Linked DNA regions of Macaca mulatta: region 1 is linked to region 2. Evidence: chromatin contacts called from public Hi-C data. All regions are on one chromosome and are shown on one strand. The core of a region is the stretch at or near the end of the contact, and the rest is flanking DNA. Distances in the headings are between cores, read along the strand shown.

Region 1 (3,688 bases), core at 51-2,550, 110 kb before region 2:
GGTGGGGGTATCACCTGAGCCCAGGAGGCAGAGGTTTCAGTGAGCCAAGGATCGCACCACTGCACTCCAGCCTGGGCAAAGGGAGTGAGACCCTGGTCTTGAGGAGCAGAAGGAGTGGGGCTTGTTTTGTTTTGTTTTTGAGATGGAGTCTTACTCTGTCGCCCAGGCTGGAATGCAATGACACAATCTTGGCTCACTAAAACCTCCGCCTCCCAGATTCAAGCGATTCTCCTGCCTCAGCCTCCCAAGTAGCTGGGATTACAGGCAGCCACCAGTATACTCACCTCATTTTTGTATTATTAGTAGAAACGGGGTTTCGCCATATTGGCCAGGCTGGTCTCGAACTTCTGACCTCAGGTGACCCACCCGCCCCAGCCTCCCAAAGTCCTGGGATTACAGGCATGAGCCACTACGCCTGGCCAAGGAGGAGATTTTTAAAACCCCAGTATTGTGTACCACTTTTTACCTCTGGGGTTTGTAGCTTAATTTTCCTTCGACAGACATAAATATCTCTACATCAAAAGTAGTATTTATACCTAAGTTTGTCCCTGTGGCATATAATGAAAATATAAACAGCAGAGGAAGAAAGAGAGAAATAAAAATCAAAGATTTTAGCCATGCTAAGGTAAGTGAGAAAGAACTGGATAAAGAAGAGTGGTGGGGAGGGAGAAGTGGGTATGTGCACAGAGCAGAAATGAAATCTGATATAAATTAAATTAATAAGCAATAAAGATGTAAAGGAGAGATGATCACAGCATGTGCCCCATTCTCTTCTAATCTATTCTTTCCATCTACCTCACAGAGGAAAAGACAGTATTGAGAAATAAATGTTAAAGCTTAAGAGGTGACAACATTAGCCACCTGGGTAACCAAACAGCTGAGAGCAGCAAGGATGGTACATAAAGTGTACCATGGTACACTAAGTAAACAATGAAGAGGGGGAATGGTAACCATGGTCAAAAGCAAGACAGATAAATACTCCTAAACCAGAGTGCTTGTAGAGTAAAAAACAAAATAACACACTTCCCCCTATAGTACTAAAGTTAGCCCTGTCCAGCAATATCAAAAATAGAGGATACAATGAGTTTGCTTACCTGCAACACTGATATTACAAAAATTACCATTGTAGAAATAAATGTAAAGCTAATAAAAGACTTTTGAGTTAATTTTTCAAAGAAAATATACTGAAGGTAGAACACAGACAGAGATGTCCTTCTTATAAAAGCAAAGAGGCTGGAGCAGATCTGTAACTCTAGCAACACGACATGGCAAGTCTGACTCACAAGACTTCCTGCATAGGTCATCATCTGTACTGCTGCTTAGTCTGTGGCTCAGTCCTTTCTTTCCTGACCTCACAGCTTGTTACTCTTCAACAATTATTAAATAACTTTAAATTCAAAATAATCCTTTTTAAAAAATGTTTCCGGGCCAGTTTCAGTAGCTCACACCTGTAATCCCAGCAATTTGGGAGGCTGGGGCAAGAGGATTGCTTGAGCCCAGCAGTTTGAGACCAGCCTGGGCAACACAGTGAAATTCTGTCTCCGCAAAAACACCAAAATTAGCTGGGCAGCATGTGCCTGTGGTCCCAGCTATTCAGGAAGCTCAGGTGGGAGGATCACTTGAACCCAGGAGGTCAAGTCTGCAGTGAACCATGATCACTACACTCTAGCCTGGGGGACAGAGCAAGACCCTATCTCAAAACAGTAACAATAATAATAGTTTCCACATCCCTAGAAGTTACGTGTCTGATAACAGAATTTGTCTTTTCAAGTAAATCTCTAAAGCCATTATTCATCTGATGACAACAATACAAATAATGAATAAGAAAATATATATCAAAAAGTTAAAAAATAAAAAAAGCTTTCAACATTATTTGCTTTCTGGAGGGTGAGTAAAAAGGTTAAAAGGTATCAAAACTGAAACTCAATAAAACACTTGACCCTCTCCATTCCTCTCTAAAAAATAGCTACAGTCTTATGTGGAGCTAAACATTTACACCATTAGGTCAAGATTGCTTCAGGGAAGAAATCTGCAGTAAGTAAAAATATAAAATACTGAAAACAGGAGAAGTACATCATTCAATTTTTGTTTTTTCTTGTTGCTATTCAAATGTTAGTTTCATGATCCACAACTTTTTTTTTTTTTTTTTTTTTTGAGACGGAGTCTCGCTCTGTCACCCAGGATGGAGTGCAGTGGCACAATCTCAGCTCACCGCAATCTCTGCCTCCTGGGTTCAAGGAATTCCCCTGCCTCAGCCTCCTGAGTAGCTAGGACTACAGGTGTGCACCACCATGCCTGGCTAATTTTTTGTATTTTAGTAGAGATGGGGTTTCACCATGTTGGCCAGGATGGTCTCAAACTCCTGACCTCGTGACATGATCCATAACCTTAAAGAGCTTTTTTTCTGTACTTCACAAAACCTGCCTATCCATGTCTAGTAAATGAAGCTGGGGGCATCTCATTACTGTTAGAGAATATTTGAGGCAAGAAAATATTATGAACTTCTATAAAAGCATCCATACACCTAAACTGGTTAAAACCAAAACCTGCTTCACCAAGTATCTTAAGAGTGGTCACTGTTCAACATATTGGGTGTCATCCACATAGAAAAAAGAAATAGTATCCCCTATGCTAAGTGCTTGGTGTGGATGAATTGTTGATCAAAACAGGTATTTTTGCCTTCAAGGAGCTGATGACTCAGTGTCAGGAATTAACAAACTAGTAAGTAGATCATCAGAAATTGTACTATATGCTACAAAACGTCTTTATTTAAAATTAATGGCTGATCTGTGACTCAGAAACAGAAACAACTGAGTACCAGACAGAGCCTATAATGTTATACAGCTGTTCAAAGTCCTAAATCTCTATAGTAGGTATGTTTCTTACTAATAAAAGAAGTATATTCAGGTTAACAACTAAATGCCCCTGAAATTGGCCAAACTTCAGATTGGTTAGCTCAGACCTCCTCTGTATTTAAGCAGCACAGAATAGAGGCAGTTGTAGCAGGAACTGGGTGTGCTATAAGACACCAAATACAACAAGGTGAAAGGTTTAAGTCAATTGCTTCTAGAGTTCCAACCAAATTAACTAGATTTCAAGCCTTTTGATCTCAGGATTCCTTTACCTCTTAAAAACTGGAAACCTGTAATAACTTCTGCTATATGGGTTATGTCAGTATTCACTAATATTAGAAATTAAAACTTAGAAGCATTTGAAACATTCACTTTTTTTTTTTTTTTTTTTTTTTTTTTTGTGGAGACAGGGTCTCAGCTCTCACCCAGGCTGGAGGGCAGTGGTGTGATCACGGCTCACTGTAGCTTCGATCTGCTGGGCTGAAGTGATCCTCCCACCTCAGCCTCCCAAGTAGCTGGAACCACAGGCATGTGCCACCATGCCCAGCTGGGTTTTTTTTAATTTTTAGTAGAGACAAGGTCTTGCTATGTTTCCCAGGCTGCTCTCTAACTCCAAGGCTCCGCCTTGACCTCCCAAAGTGTTGGAATTATAGGGATGAGCCACCACGCCAGACTCATTCACTTTTTTTGTTTGTTTTGTTTTGTTTTTTGAGATGGAGTTTTGCTCTTGTCACCCAGACTGGGCTGGAGTGCAATGCCGCAGTCCTGGCTCATTGCAACCTCCACCTCCCCAGTTCAAGTGATTCTCCTGCCCCAGCACCCCAAGTAGTTGGGAT
Region 2 (3,497 bases), core at 706-3,205:
AAGCAACCTCTAGTGACAGGAGCTATAGTGTTCAATATCATTTTACATGTTACAAGCAGAGGCTTCATTTTACATACAAACAATGAACCCTGGCAGAGTTCTTTATCCTAAAGCCCCACAGATTGTTATTTCTTTAACGGTATTAATAGATAAGGTGACATAAAGAGTAAGTTCAGAAGAGCTTTTTCCAATAGCTGTCAACATTTTTTTTAAGAGAGCAAAAACAGTATTCCCACATTTTCTGTTTCTTCTGTTCATTTTATTTCCCTGCTTTTGGTATCCAACAGAAGTGGTTTCAAATGAAAATCTTAAAATAATTATTCCAAAGACCAAGGATATTCTAAAAGCCAGTAACAGTCTTCGCCTCTGAGAAGGGGAGGTTTGGCGTGAAACAGATTTCACTTTTCAGTGTGTTTGTACCTTTCCAATTGGATATCATGCGGTAGAACCGTATTCTTAATGAGCATACATTTAAAATATTTCCAAGAACAAACAATTCACAAACTTACAGGTTTCCATTAACATTTTCGTTTGTGCAGCATTCGCTGAAGACCTAAGCTTTTTATTCCTCCAATCACCTTCTCAACAACCTGCTGCAACAAATACTGAAGCTTTTTTGCAGCCAGGGATCAGTCAGGCAGATCCGAGGCCAGGCATTTAAATCAAAGAGATGCAGCAATCTTACTCAATACTACTACCACTCTCACACGTCTCATTCAACTCCATTTATAACCACTGCAGCAAGACAGCTGGTACTCTCCTTCCTGTTTCTTTACCGTACAGGCTTAATAACAAAAACAGGTTGGTTTTGAAGCCCTGCTCAAATACTGCAAAAAGGAAGTCTTCGCATTCGGGAGGGGGGAAAAAAAAAGTTTCGACTTCGAGAGAATCTCATAGCTTCCCTGTCATTCCATTTGGGAATCCCAAACTCCTGCTAGTGAGGTAGATGCTCGCTCTCTCACGGCTGCTCTCTCGGTTAACTTTCCCACCCTAGATGCCCTCAAACTGCCTAGGAAGCCACTAAGTCTCCCAACGACCCATGGCTAGTTTTGTTAAGGCAGGTACAAGACAAGCAGTTTATTTAAACCATGACGAACTGAGTCGATGTTCATAAAATAAGAGACGGGGAGCAAAAAAAAGTAGTAATAAAGACAGACAAACCCCAAATTTAATCAACCAACTTCCCACTTGCCATTTCCCAGCCTTCACACCAGAGGTAGTAAAACGCCTTTTTACCGAGAAAACTAAGAACCTACCCGAGCCCAACAAGAAAATTCCGCGGACAATTCGTGTTAAAATATTTTTTAAATGCCCAAGTGCAGGAGGAAACACAGCAACCAAATCTCACCCGGCTGGGAGGCTGGGGTTGGGGGGGGGGGTCCCCGCGGCTTCTCCCTCCCGTGCTTCCCAATAGCTGCTAAGGAGCCGGGGCAGTAGGAGGAGGACGCGGGGAGCTTTCAAAAGGGCTGGGGGAGGCAAGAGGAAGAAAAAACTTTACGGACAGAAGGGGAAAGTGGGCCCCTGCAGTCCCCCCGCAAACTCCTCGGGTGACCCCTCCGCGCGGGGACCCCCTCGGATCCTCAAGCCGGCTGCCACCCAGCCTCGTCTCCCATCGACCGCCGCGGGCCGCCCCCCGAGCTGAGGGGAAGCGGCGCGGCCCCGACACCCTGAAACTACCTCAGTGCGTCCCCCGGCCGGCGCGCCCCTCAGTGTCTCGGCAGATCTGAAGCCGCCGGCTCTGGCATCCTGGGGAACTCGCCCCTCTTCCCTCCGCCTCGCACTCCACGCCCTCGCCTGCCGCCGCCTCCTCCTTTATCTCCACTCACCTCCCGCCGCCATTTTCCTCGCAGCTCAGCTTTAAATCGGAAACTCGCCGCTCAGCCCGCAGCCGCCGCCGCCGCCACCGACTCAGCCGCCGCCGCTGCCGTCGCTGTGGAGGGGCTGAGGCGGCAGCTGAAGTCGCCGCGCGGGGGCCACTGGGATATGTAGTCCCGAGGCCACGCCCAGCACTACCGGTCCCAGGGGGCCTTGCGCGGCCGGCCCAGGGTTCCAGCGTCCCCACCCTGGCTTCCGCGGCGGAGGGCGTGGCCACGTCGGATCGTTTGGCAGCTTTCGTCCAGCAGAAACTGGGAGCTGCCTCGGGATCCGGAGAACCGGAATGCAGCCCTAGCCCTGCCCTTAATTTTTTTCATATTTGCCTTCGTCCAGTAATACCTAACATTTGTGGAGCGTTTCTGGTATGCCAAGCACGGATCCTCAAAACAAGCATCCCTTAGGGACCATGATCATCCTCATTTTTCAGATGAGCGAACTGAGGCACAAGGTCGGAAGCCACGAGGCTGTTCCTTAGCTGCTGAAGTCGCTGGATGAAATGTTGTTGGGCAGCAGTATATTCACGGTATATTTAGTCCCGAAGTATCATCCCACAGCGTATTTATGACTTACAATAAAGAACAGCGTATTTATGCTTTAAAATGGAGAGATCTGGCAGGCACCCCCTTACCCAAGTGATGGAACTTAGCACCACCAGTAAATGGGTCAGGACTGTTGTTATGTGTCTCCTAATATGATGCAGTGAGGAAAGCATATTGCTACCTCTGTCGTATTCTTGCCACATACACACACACACAAAGCTAACCTTAATCTAACCATGAAAAAATAAACGAATTCAGAATATGGGACATTCTACAAAACATCAAGCCTGGAGTCTTAAAAATATGACAGCATGAAAGAGGTGAAAACCAAACGCAATAGGTGAGACTTGATTGGATTCAGGATGATTTTTTTATGTAAAAAGAATCTGGGGGGCAATTTCAATGTAGACCGTGTGTTAGATAATATTGAATCAGTATTAGATATGTTGAGTGTGAATAAAATAAAATAATCTGACCACTTACCCCCTCCACGGTCAGCACCACCATTTCCCACCTGGACCGCTGCAGCAGCCTCCTCAGTGTTCTCCCTGCTTCCCTCTTTCCCCTTAGAGACTATACTCAACACAGCAGCCAGAGGGATCCTGATAAGAATCAAGTCAGTTTATGTCCCTCCTGCAAAATTCTTGCAGTAACCTGCAAAGCCCCGTACAGCCTGTCTCTTGCCCTCCCCTTCTCTCTCTAAACTCATCACCTTCTTCTCTTCCACTCACTTCTGTAATTTAGCTACAGTGGACTTCTTGGGCCTCTCCAATGTGCTTAGAACACTCTGGCCTTAAAGATCGTGGACTTGCTATTTCCTCTGCCTAGAACACTATTTTCCCAGAAAATTCAAATAACGCATTCCCTAATCTCCCCACGGTCATTGTCCAAATGTCACTTCTTCAGTGAGGCTTTCCCTAATTGCTCTATTTAACTTCCCGCCCACTCTGATCCCAGCTTTCCCTACTCCTATTCCTTTCTTCCTTTTCAGAGCATGAATTACCATTAAAATCACGATATATTTCTGTTTACTTATGTTATTTAAAATATCTCATTTCCGCCAGGAGCAGTGACTCATGCCTG

What was found. A called contact is a pair of places that touch in the nucleus more often than the background predicts.
Region 1: a Hi-C map of CD4 T cells shows a contact between it and region 2, with 4 times the contacts expected there. The contact joins the enhancer-like site here to the promoter of NCOA3 in region 2. A contact is called at or near these places in 5 of 14 Hi-C or Micro-C datasets (CD4 T cells, cortical neurons, fetal cortex germinal zone and 2 more).

What each region holds. Positions count from the first base shown.
Region 1 is chr10:100,430,748-100,434,435 of T2T-MMU8v2.0, reverse strand. The region is part of intron 2 of NCOA3 (nuclear receptor coactivator 3); the gene reads right to left. Among named protein-coding and RNA genes, the nearest start is that of NCOA3, 110 kb to the right of the region's middle. Within about 2 kb of position 1,300, at least 8 of the 40 cell types and tissues checked have an H3K27ac peak or open chromatin away from gene starts, as enhancers often do. A contact at or near this core is called in CD4 T cells, where this site is marked.
Region 2 is chr10:100,317,249-100,320,745 of T2T-MMU8v2.0, reverse strand. It overlaps NCOA3 (nuclear receptor coactivator 3), which reads right to left and starts at 1,955. Exons shown (of 23, transcript XM_015148801.3): 1 at 1,827-1,955.